Regions from separate parts of the Mus musculus genome. Here regions 2, 3 and 4 are each linked to region 1. The links are chromatin contacts, called in public promoter capture Hi-C maps. All regions are on one chromosome and are shown on one strand. The core of a region is the stretch at or near the end of the contact, and the rest is flanking DNA. Distances in the headings are between cores, read along the strand shown.

Evidence for each region. Promoter capture Hi-C pulls out the DNA fragments that hold promoters and counts their contacts.
Region 2: a contact with region 1 is called in a promoter capture Hi-C map of liver, with 2.7 times the contacts expected there. The contact joins two enhancer-like sites. A contact is called at or near these places in 4 of 39 promoter capture datasets (HPC-7-derived erythroid cells, hippocampal neurons, liver and 1 more).
Region 3: a contact with region 1 is called in a promoter capture Hi-C map of liver, with 2.5 times the contacts expected there. The contact joins two enhancer-like sites. A contact is called at or near these places in 1 of 39 promoter capture datasets (liver), 1 of 484 Hi-C or Micro-C datasets (embryonic stem cells), 2 of 115 datasets of contacts at active chromatin or transcription factors (embryonic stem cells and pancreatic cancer cells) and 1 of 9 other capture datasets (embryonic stem cells).
Region 4: a contact with region 1 is called in a promoter capture Hi-C map of liver, with 3 times the contacts expected there. The contact joins two enhancer-like sites. A contact is called at or near these places in 3 of 39 promoter capture datasets (the C10 cell line, hippocampal neurons and liver), 1 of 484 Hi-C or Micro-C datasets (the G1E-ER4 cell line), 1 of 115 datasets of contacts at active chromatin or transcription factors (astrocytes) and 1 of 9 other capture datasets (embryonic stem cells).

The regions. Positions count from the first base shown.
Region 1 is chr4:140,522,025-140,524,808 of GRCm38.p6, forward strand. All of the region lies in intron 26 of Arhgef10l (Rho guanine nucleotide exchange factor (GEF) 10-like), which reads right to left. Among named protein-coding and RNA genes, the nearest start is that of Gm42335, 82 kb to the right of the region's middle. Within about 2 kb of position 1,342, at least 5 of the 459 cell types and tissues checked have an H3K27ac peak or open chromatin away from gene starts, as enhancers often do. A contact at or near this core is called in liver, where this site is marked.
Region 2 is chr4:139,534,284-139,537,067 of GRCm38.p6, forward strand. It overlaps a transcript of Iffo2 not described here. Among named protein-coding and RNA genes, the nearest start is that of Iffo2, 39 kb to the right of the region's middle. Within about 2 kb of position 1,343, at least 97 of the 459 cell types and tissues checked have an H3K27ac peak or open chromatin away from gene starts, as enhancers often do. A contact at or near this core is called in liver, where this site is marked.
Region 3 is chr4:139,586,229-139,589,012 of GRCm38.p6, forward strand. The region is part of intron 1 of Iffo2 (intermediate filament family orphan 2); the gene reads left to right. Among named protein-coding and RNA genes, the nearest start is that of Iffo2, 13 kb to the left of the region's middle. Within about 2 kb of position 1,358, at least 65 of the 459 cell types and tissues checked have an H3K27ac peak or open chromatin away from gene starts, as enhancers often do. A contact at or near this core is called in liver, where this site is marked.
Region 4 is chr4:139,628,901-139,631,684 of GRCm38.p6, forward strand. All of the region lies in intron 1 of Aldh4a1 (aldehyde dehydrogenase 4 family, member A1), which reads left to right. Among named protein-coding and RNA genes, the nearest start is that of Aldh4a1, 7.4 kb to the left of the region's middle. Within about 2 kb of position 1,376, at least 15 of the 459 cell types and tissues checked have an H3K27ac peak or open chromatin away from gene starts, as enhancers often do. A contact at or near this core is called in liver, where this site is marked.

The sequences.
Region 1 (2,784 bases), core at 92-2,591:
TCAGAGCAGGAGTCTCTTCTTCTAAGAAGCAGGACAGGGAAGAGCAGAGGAGAGCTACTCCACACCACTGGGTTTGCTCCTCACAGGCAGGAGTCTCACTGATCTCCACTGAACAATACAACAAAGCCCGCCAGGATACGGGCTGGCCAGGCGGCTCAGGCAGTGAGGTGTGCACCGTGCAAGCATGGGTGTGCACCGTGCAAGCGTGAGGATCCAAGTTTGAGCCCCAGCATCTGTGCTTTTATAGTTTTGTCTTCTGTGGGTTTTCCCCCTAGGCTACTATGATACTGTGTAATACAACGTCACCACTGCAGAGGCGGAGACCTGGAACTCTCTGGCTACTCTTCATTTTCAAAACCAGTGAGAGGCACTGTCTCAAATGGGAAAACAAAAAAAGGATAGAACCTGAGGAATGACATCCGAAGATGTCCTCTAGCTTCCACACAAGCATATCCATACACAGTGCATGCACACACACAAAACCATGCACATGCATGCATGTGCACATACACATATACACAAGTGTGTGCACACATACACACAAGTGCATGCACACACAAATGCATGCACATGCATGTATGTGCACATGCACACACAAATACACAAATGCATGTGCATGCATACGCACACATACATGCATTCACACACACATGCATGCACACACACGTGCACATACACACACAGAGCAGAAGTGTCTGACCCTCAGACAGGCAGGGTGCATGGTCTCTACAGGGTGGGGCATCCCCAGGATGAGGAAGGGAACTATCTCCTCCCTCAGACTGGGGGTTCTGTCTGAGCATTCCTGAGGTTCATAGGAGGGGCTTCTCAGGGAATCTAAGCTGACAGGGGCCAGGCCTGGGCCATGCAATACACAGCAGGGACACAGCAGCCCTGTCACTCAGGGCCTGCAGCCCATCTCTGCTAAACCAGCCCGGTCCTTGGCTTGAGTTATGTTGCTTCCAGGAAATCCATGAGTATGGGTGGTTCCTGGTTGCCAGGTCTGATTGAAGAAGTCCACAGGGCAACCCCAGCCTTGTTTCCCTAGAGGTAGAACTGGTCAATACTGGACCCAGTGGACCATGCAGGCCCATGCCAACACACAGGGACAAGACATGTTGCGGGCAGGGAGCGGGGGATTCACCGGGGGCTTCCCCAGAAACAGAAGACTGACCTCTGGAATACAAGCTGATCTTAGCCTCCTAGCTGAGCCTCCTGGGCCATAGGGAGAGAGTAGGTGGGGACAGAGAGTATGCCAGCATTCTGGGCCCCAGGGGGAGCCAATTCCAGCACCCCAGGGTGGGGGAAGACAGCAGTGTCACACAAGCTTCAGTGCCCTCTGGCCACCACTCAGTGCCAGGGAGCCACAGAGCTGTTGGCTTGGTAAACAGAACTTTCCTGGAAGCCAGTCCTGATCACACAAGAAAGAATCTAGCCAGGAACCCTGGCACAGCACCCTCTGACCATATAGGTGTTGGTCCTGCTTAAGGACAGAAAAGATCTGCCAGCAGATACTAAGCTTTCCCCGGCAGGTTTAGTGTCAGTGGAAGGGACACCACTAGTCTAAAAAGATGTCACACAACCGAAAGAGACTGCATAGGCGGAAACTTGATGGTTCTCCCAAGTCCCATGCCTGAAGAGACACCAGAGGCGACAACACTCAGCAGGCAGCAGTAAGCACAAAGCCCCGTCCTGGTTTCAACTCCTGCTCCCTTGGGACACCAGGGAGACAGTGGGTTGGGGCAGGGAAAGCAGAGGTATAGCCCAGAGCCTCTCACAGCTATGAATGCAGGGAAATAGTGAGACTGTTGGGGTGGAAGTGGTGGTATCCATAGCATCTGGGACCCAGATCAAAGAGGCCCAGGGCCAATCCAAGCAACGCTGGGTATCAAGCTAGTTATGAGGAACCTGGATCCTAGTGTGCTGAGTTTTTTGTTTTTGTTTTGTTTTGTTTTGTTTTTGTTTTTTGAGACAGGGTTTCTATAGCCCTGACTGTCCTGGAACTCACTCTGTAGACCAGGCTGGCCTCGAACTCAGAAATCCGCCTGCCTCTGCCTCCCAAGTGCTAGGATTAAAGGCGTGTGCCACCACTGCCCTGCTGTGCTGAGCTTTCTAATGGCTCTAGGGAGCCGGGTGGAGAGGCTTGTCCCTGTATCCTGGTACTCAGTAAACTGAGGCAGTTCAAGGCCAGAGTAAGCTACACAGTGGGATGCTGGAGAGATAGCTTAGTAGTTAAAAGAGCATGTGCATGCATGCGCACACATACACACACAGAGAGAATACATGCATTGCATGAATGCACGCACACACACAGAGACATGTGCATTACATGTATGCACACAGAGAAACATACATGCACTACATGCATACATGCACATACATAGAGACATACATGTACTATATGTATGCATGCACAGAGATATAGTGCATTACATGCATGCATGCACACACAGACATATGTACAACCCATATATGCATACATACATACACACAGAGAGACATGTTTTACATGCATGCACACACACACATACACAAAGAGACATACATACATTACATGCATGTATGCATACATACACAGTAACATGTGCACACTATATGCATGCATGCACACACAGAGACATACATGTATTACATGTATGTATGCTTGCTCTCTCTCTCTCTCTCTCTCTCTCTCTCTCTCTCTCTCTCTCAAAGCACCCAAGTTCAGCTCACAGTCACCTGTAACTCTAACGGCAATAGATCTGACAGCCTCTTCTGGCCTCTGGGGACACTTGCACGAGTGCGCGT
Region 2 (2,784 bases), core at 93-2,592, 990 kb before region 1:
GCTCATCAGATCTCAGCAAACAACTGTCAGATAGACTGACTTCAGATGTGTTTGTGGCCTTTTGTCCACACCATAACCAGGGATGACAGTGTCACAGCTCCAAATTAGTTAAAGTGGTACCATTTCATGATGTTTGCCCTCGAAGCCACCCGTTCATACTGGTCAGCTCCTGGCTCTGTGTCCTGCTGCCTACAGCTCTGCCGTGACTGTGTTGAGCAGAGGGATTTTTCTCACTGACCAGGGAGAAGCCTGGGGCTCTGGGGCATAGCTCTCATCGGCCACCTTCCCACTTCCTGTCCCATCAGCTCTTCCTCCGTTGGAACATCCTATCTGCTCTGCCTGCTTCCCACTAGCGGAAATCTCCATTGCAGACTTGCCTTTTCAGTGCTGGGACCCGAACTCTCGCACTTACACATGCTAGGCAAGTGCTGAGCTCTGAGACCCAGCCCAGGCCTCTACTGCTGAGCTCAGACCTCAGCTTAGCACCAATCCCAATGGCTTTATTCTTAGTTTATGGACACATTTGACTTGAGAGTGCAAAAGTGCCCTGTCCACCAGATTGCAGCATTCTCTCTCTCTCTCTCTCTCTCTCTCTCTCTCTCTCTCTCTCTCTCTCTCTCTCTCTCTCTCTCTCTCTCTCTCTGCGTGTGTATGTGTGTTTTATGTGCACATATGTTCATGCGCCACCGTGTATGTGTGCATACATGGCAGATGTGTAAATCTGAGCATGCGCATTATACCAGTGTGGTACCTGACACATAGGAGCCTTTTGCTAAGTCCTTGGGATTGGAGGGTGCAGGGTTTTGCATTCTCCAGGTTCCTTTCCACAACGGTGACTTCACAAGACAAACTCTCAAGACACAGCCTGCATGGGTCAAGCCTCAGCAGCCAGAGAGTGGCAGCGTCAGACAGGAGTTGAACTTGGCTGGGCTTGTGATTCAGCCGGGGACCTTTGCCCTTCTCTGGGTTGCCAGCCACCACCACCACCCCGGCTCCCCAAAGCTCGGCAGATTAAACAGAAGCAGAAAGTTCAAAGGAAATTGACCTCAAGGCGGTGTTTACCAAAAGATGATGTCACCTCTACTGTGGAGAAAGGCTTTGCTGAAAAGGGCTGAAAGAGATGCCTTTGCTATGAATGAGCCGAGCCACCAAGCTGGGACGGGTTCAGCACGCAGTTCTCACTTTATAAGGAATAAGGACTTCACTGTCCCCCCCTCTGGCAAGCCTTGTGTCATGCTCAGTCCTGGGACAGGATAAGTGGGGCGAGCCATGGCCGGATGCTGGGCTTAGCCTGTTGCATGTCCACCCCTCCCTGCCCCGCCTGGAATATGCTCTGTCCTGCAACAGAGCCTGCCTCCCCAGTGTCACTAGGCCCAATACAGTACCAGGGCTGTGTTAACAGCGCCCAGTCAAACACCAGTGGACCTGGCTGCCGGCTGCTACAGGGGACACCTGGCCCCTGCAAGATCCTAGTGCCCATGACTGTCACCCAGGTCCCCAGCCCCCCACCCCAAGCCTCAGTCACCACCAGCCCCTAGCCAGCACTCTTTTTCTCCTGTCCCTCCCCCTCTGTGTCATTTGCCTTTGAAGGGCTGAGGGAGCCTAACCGCAGCTGGCTATGTCCTCTGTGGAAACACAGACGTGAGTGAGTGAGTGAGTGCCTCCCTGTTCTGTACTGCTTGGCCGCCTGTAAAAGTTGTGAAGGGGGTTACAAGGCTGCTTAGTGGGAGGCTCTGCCTGGCCCTGGCTGGACCTTCCAGTCTGTGCCTGCCGTCTGTGTCTGTCCGTCCTGTCTCTTCTTTCCAGCGCCCCTACCTGTGAGTCACTAATTCGAGAATGTCAACCCCTGTGGACTGGCGACCCACAGCCCGGGCTTTCTGTGAATTCTGACAGTGGGCCCTGAACAACCTGCCTTGCCTCCTTGGTGTTCCTCATAGCAGCATCTGGAAGCCGACTCATGACCCACCCAGTTCAGAGCTTAGAGGGGACTCTGATGGTTTTCAAGGGACAGGAATGTGTGCCCCCATAGCCCTACAGCCATCTGCAGGCATGCAGGGTTCACTGTGGCCCCAGCCTGCCAGAGACTCTCCTGTGGGGGAGAAGGTCTATAAGGGGGAGTCTCGGAAATGTGAGAGGGGGATTGAGACCACCTCAAGAGTTCTTTCCAGCCTCCCTAAAGTGACAGTAATAGCCGAGTGACATCACATGGTGGATCTGTCATGTATGTTCTGTTTCACAGACCTGGATAAGGTCCCTGCTGTGCTGCTGTGCTTATGAAGGAAAAGGAACATGGATGGCAGGAGTCTGAGCCCACCCTAACCCTGGCAGTAATTTGCTGTGTGGCCTTGGGTGAGTTGCTTGCCCCCTCTGAGTCTCAGGTTTCCCATGTATGGAACATAGACAAGTGGACTGGACATCTATTCCTTCCAGCTCTGAAACTCAGTGACCCCACAGTCCTGGTACTCAGTGTTCAGGGGAATATATGGAGGAATGTGGGAGAGGAGAGGGTTTGGTTGGTGCCTGTAAAAGAATCCGGTGAAGGGCAACTCTCTCTGCACCAGCTAAAACTTGCCAAGAGGCACCAGATGGAAAGTAACTGGGGCGTGTTTGTCAGAGCCGCTGCCAGGTGTCTGTGAAGACGGCAGACTGGTCTCGGTATCAGGATGGCAGGCCGGGCATTCATTCATCAGATTCTTGCCTGTCTGTTCATTCACTTGTGTCTTGGTTTCTGCTTCCGATGTTCATTCTTCCACAGCCAGGCGTGGTGCCTGCCTGGGACTGTAA
Region 3 (2,784 bases), core at 108-2,607, 940 kb before region 1:
TGATCTGCTCTGGGGCTGAGATTGCAGGTATGTACCACCATATCTGGTCTATGCGTTGCTGGGGATCGAACCCAGGTCCTCATGCATGTTGGGCAGATACTCTACCAACTGAGTCACATCCCTAGTGGGCCTTGGTGCCTGCTATCTTTTGAGAAAGACCAGAGAGTTGGTTTTCAGAGTTTCCTCTTTGCCCCACTTGTGTCCCTATGGAAACACAGCTACCTCGAGGTCACACAGGGAGGGGCTGGACCCAGAGCTCCCTCGAAGGCCATGAGATAAGGCTCGGGGAAGCTAATGTAAGCTTGAAGGTGGAGGTTCAAAACCACTGGGCAGATGGAGGCATTGATGGGATATGTGTGGATGAGGGGATCAAGGCTGGGAGGAAGAGGGGTATCATGGCCTCCCTGGGCCTTTGGGCAGATGAATGTCCAGGTTGATGGCTCTGCTGGTGGGACTCTCACTCCATCCACAGAAGAGACATGGAAGGTCACCCACATGGCTCATCGGCACTGAATCAGACTTGGCCTCACTTTGGGGTCTTAGGCTATTGACACTGTCCTGATCGTCCAATCACACGCATAGTGACATTGCTTTTCTGTGCCTTGGTTTCCTTTAGAATGAAGTCAGGTGGAGAGACCAACAGGACCCCTAGGCCAGGGTAGGCACCAGAGTTGTGGCTTGGGATGCTGGTTGAACTTTCTGACCCTACAAAGTCATTTTCCCGGAGCCCCCTCTTTCTGCCTGGGGTGTGCCCAGTGGGGGTGCTTTTGCGTTTGTACCCACCTCCCTCTGAATATCTTACTTTTCTTGGCAGTTGGGATACAAGTGTCTTTAAAGACAACATACTGAAAGTGTCAGGACTTACTTGGTCGGGGCAGCGGAGGTCTGAGCTCTGCAGACCGTGACCCAAGTTCACCTGGTGCCAAGTTCAAGGCCCTCCAACTTGCCGGCGGTCCTTCCCCAGCCTTAGGGCACAGTTAAACTGTGGGGACTTAGAGACACTGCTCTCACATGTCTTCTTTGGGGTCCCATGAGTTGGTCTTTCACGCAGAGTGGGAGCCCCGACTTAGACTCGAACCACTGGGGTTCACCTCATGCCCCTTCACCCTGGCAGCCTCTGTCTTTCTGTCTGAGAAGTGGGGATGTCACCTTGGACATAGGTTGTCACAGGGTTCTGTGACAGAATGTGTGACAGATGCCAAGCGGTGCTGGCCCTTAGCAATACTCTGTCCTTGGCCCTCCCCAGCCCCCACATGGTGGGAACTGGCCTACTTCCTCCCATTCCCAAGGCAGAGCAGCCTTTTGTGTTCTGACATTTCCTCTCCTTAGTGTGGCCGGTGACGAAGAGGTCATGGCCTTCCTACTCTCCAGGACTCTGTCTACAGGGTGACCAGGCAAGAGGGCATGGCTTGGCATTCAGGGCACAGGCTGTGGCTGCCAGGTGGCAGAAATGGGGGAGTGTCTCTGTCCCTGCCTCCCCTTGGATCTTGGAATGTCTCAGGCCCTTCTCTGTGAGTTGTGGAAGCCGCCCTGTTGGCCCCAGGGCTGGCTCTGAGGGGAGGTGAGCTCCCTGGAGGACTCAGCTCATTTTACCAGGCTGAGAAATGGGCTCATGTTCTTTGCCCTCTCCTTGGGATTGAGAGTCAGGAGTCCAATTACAGGGTTCCATCTGGGCCCCAGGGGACAGGCAGGTGGCCTCCTGGGACCTCATGGAAGGCTTGTCCTGGGCCTTGGCAGAGGGGTGACATTGAACATTGGCTCGGTGTTGTTTTCCAGCGCTGACGTCAGGGCTGCGGTTTAGAGTTTCTTCCCAGACAAAGGCTGCTTTGTAGCTTTGGGTGAGCTGAGCCCAGGACTCTACTCCAGGTGGGAGGCTGGGTGGAAGAGAAGCAGGGCTGGGCACAGGAGCCCTCAGAGGCCTGGCTCCCCTCAGACCCAACACCACTTGGCTTCCCAGGAGCCACCATGTGTCCCTTCGGACAAAGTCTCTTCACCACCATCATGCTACTAGTGTGGGGGAAGCTGGTCTCAACCCATTGCACAGATGGAAAAACTGAGTCTTGGAAATGTAACAAAAATGTAAAAAGAATCCTTTTCTTAGCCAGAGAATAGTAGAGCTGGCAGTGGGCTCGTGGGCTTGAGTGTCCTTAGCTTCAAGGATTCATCTCCCATCAAGCCGAATCTCACCTCCAGCCTTGGCAGTGTGTTTAAAAAAGTTAGGGACCCCAGGAGAAGAACAGTGCAGGCAGAACTTAGCTTTCAGCAGGGACAGGTCTGACTTCCCTTTCTGAGATTCTGGATTTGAGCGTGTGTGACATTGTGTAGGTTTACCCACACGTGTGTACATGTTAGAGAGGGTGGCTGTGGGGGTCTGTAGTCACGGGAAATGATTCCAGGTAAGTAGCCATCCCAGGGCACACTGTCTTAGTCAGGGCTTCTATTCCTGCACAAGCATCATGACCAAGAAGCAAGTTGGGGCGGAAAGGGTTTATTCATCTTACACTTCCACACTGCTGTTCATCACCAAAGGAAGTCAGGACTGGAACTCAAGCAGGTCAGGAAGCAGGAGCTGATGCAGAGGCCATGGAGGGATGTTCTTTACTGGCTTGCCTCCCCTGGCTTGCTCAGCCTGCTTTCTTATAGAACCCAAGACTACCAGCCCAGAGATGGTCCCACCCACAAGGGGCCTTTCCCCCTTGATCACTAATTGAGAAAATGCCTTACAGTTGGATCTCATGGAGGCATTTCTTCAACTGAAGGTCCTTTCTCTGTGATAACTCCAGC
Region 4 (2,784 bases), core at 126-2,625, 890 kb before region 1:
GGCAGGAGCTTCCGAGCTGAGCATAAGCTCTTGAACACGTATGTGTTCTCTTCTCTCTGCTCTTGACTGTGGCTGTGACCAGCTGTCTCAAGCGCCTGCCTCTGAAGTCTCCCTACAGTGACAGACCCGGGTGGTGAACTAACAGAAACCTTTTTGTCCCCAAGTTGCTTCTTGTCAGACTCTTTTATCATGGCGTTAGAAAGGACACAAGGACAGTGTCCACACCTCACTCTGCTCAGTGCTCAGAGCTCAGGGGATGAGCTACAGTGTCTTCCAGGGCATCAAGGTGAAGTGCTCCTGTCGACTGCCCCACCCTGAGCCTGTACTTTCCTCTCCCCGGGAGCCTCCACTGCTACCTTAATTACACCTAATTGAGTGATAAGGGGGATTTGCTTTATCAGGCTGCAGATTACAACTGGGAAACAGGCAGCTGAAGGGAACAAGATAACCTCTACTTACTTCTTGACCTGGTACTTAGCTAGCAGGAGGTCCAGACCACAAGCTCAGTCCTGAAGGTCTGCTGTCGGCTCTCACACCCTCACACTCCCAGGCTTGCTCTCTGCCGGCGCTTATGTGTGGGGTTGCTTGGAAGGGACACAGGCTGCTTCCGGATCGGATGCTCAGGCTCTGGCCCAAATCCCCCTGCTTGGCTTTGAGATGATGGAAAGCCCCCTCAGACCTGAGGGTGGGGTGGGGGACCCACCGGTGAGGGACATCCAAGTGTGATGGGAGGTCTGAGGAAAGGACGGGCCGGCTGTGCTTCTGCAAGGAATGTGTGATGGGGAATGAGCCTAAGGGCTCCCGAGGATCTGAGTCTTCATTGTAGAAGAAGTGGTTTTAAGGTGAGTCTCCCTCAATCCGGTTTTCATGTTCAAGTCTGGGGCTGGGGCCTGCAAGCTGGCTCAGCAGGCGAAGGCGCTCGCCGCCAAGCCTGACGACCCAAGCTTGGTTCTCAGGATCCATGCAGTAGAAGCAGAGACCTGACTGACTCTTAGTTGATTTTTGATCTTCCCGTCTACGCCGTGACACATTAGAAAGAAAACATAGTCCACTCTGCCATATAGAAAATCACGGGCTCACTCACCCATTGGGTGGACCCGTGCAATCGTAACAGATGTATCGTAGTGTGGCAGTGTCATGCCCACCCCTTTTGCAGCAGCCCCTGGTTGAAAGAGGTCCCCTTGGATCGGCTTGTGTCCAGGAGGTTTCTGTGTGGGCGTTCTCTGTCGCATTCACGATGACTAAGTTGCTTAGCTGCGTCCTCCTCAGAACAGGTCCCTGGCACTGGAGAGGCAGGGTGATGGCGTAGCTTTGGTTATGGCATAAGCAGCCTGGAGATAGCGGCGGAGACTTGACTGTTACGTCGGACTCTGATGAATGAGGATGGCACTATTGAACCTTGGACAGGGTGGAGCCAAGCCCTCTTTCACCTGGTCTCCTCCTCTCAAGAGTGCTGAGTTTGCTGGCTCAGGTTCTTCCTGGAAACCGTGACATCTCCTGCCACTAGGTGGGGGAAGGGGACGTGGTCTCTGAAGCTTGCAAGGAAGAAGAGCTTTCTGGCTCAGGCCCTGGCCCCGTCCTTAGCGGGTTAGCCCAGGTTGCCAGGAAGCATGAGTTGGGTGGGTGTAGACCTTGCCCTGTGCTTCCTCTCTCTCCACAGCGGGAGGATTGAGATCCGGGTTGAGCTCAGAAACCTGTGGAGAGTAAACCACCTGGTGGGCGGAGTAAACCTGTGTTGTTGCTTTGGGCAAACCTAGCTGACTGCATAGATGGATGGATGAATGAATGAATGAATGAATGAATGAATGAATGAGTGAATGAATGAATGAATGAGGAAAACCGTCCTGCCTAGAAAGGCCTTCAGGAATCCTCTTAGAGCTCTCATACTTCCGGTAGCTACCCCTTTGACAGACCTCTATCTCCAAAAATACATTAGATTCACAACAGTAGCAAAATTATAGTTACAAAAGTAGGAACGGGTGAGATGGCTTAGTGGGTAAGAGCACCCGACTGCTCTTCCGAAGGTCCTGAGTTCAAATCCCAGCAACCACATGGTGGCTCACAACCATCCGTAACAAGATCTGACTCCCTCTTCTGGAGTGTCTGAAGACAGCTACAGTCTACTTACATATAATAAATAAATAAATCTTTAAAAAACAAAAAACATTCCTTAAAAAAAATAGCAACGACAATGACTTTATGGTCGGGGGTCACCACACCTTGAGGAACTATATTAAAGAATTGTAGCTTTCAGAAGGTTGAAAACCACTGTCCTGGAAGCCTTAAGTCTTGCCAACTGATCTGCCTCCATCTTCGTCTAAGCCACTGGAGGGGTGCCTGTTAAGTCAGGACAGATCACTAGCCAAAAAGAAAAAAAACACAGCGCACTGGGAGAAAAGCTTGTTAGTTTTGGAACCACTTAACTCAGGCTCAACGTGATTTTTGAACTTGCCTCCTCAGGACCTGGAGACGGTCCAAGAGCCTGAGGTCACAGTGGGTCTCTGCCTTGGGGAGGGTGGAGGGAGGCCTGTGGGACTTCTGTTTCTGGCATTGCTTTGGGGGGTGGGGGAATGGCAGAATGGCAGGGAAGAGAGACCCTGTGTGGGCGGGGTATCTGCTGACTTTTTCCCCACCAGAGCTGGATCTGTCCTGAGTATGATCCTGGTTGGGGATGGGTGGGGTCTTTGGGAACTCCTGAGCCTTGGTACATCTATCTGGACCCAGTGGGCAAGGAATGCCTGGCTTGTTCACGCACAGTTGGAGGTGACTTTTGAGGGTACCCTG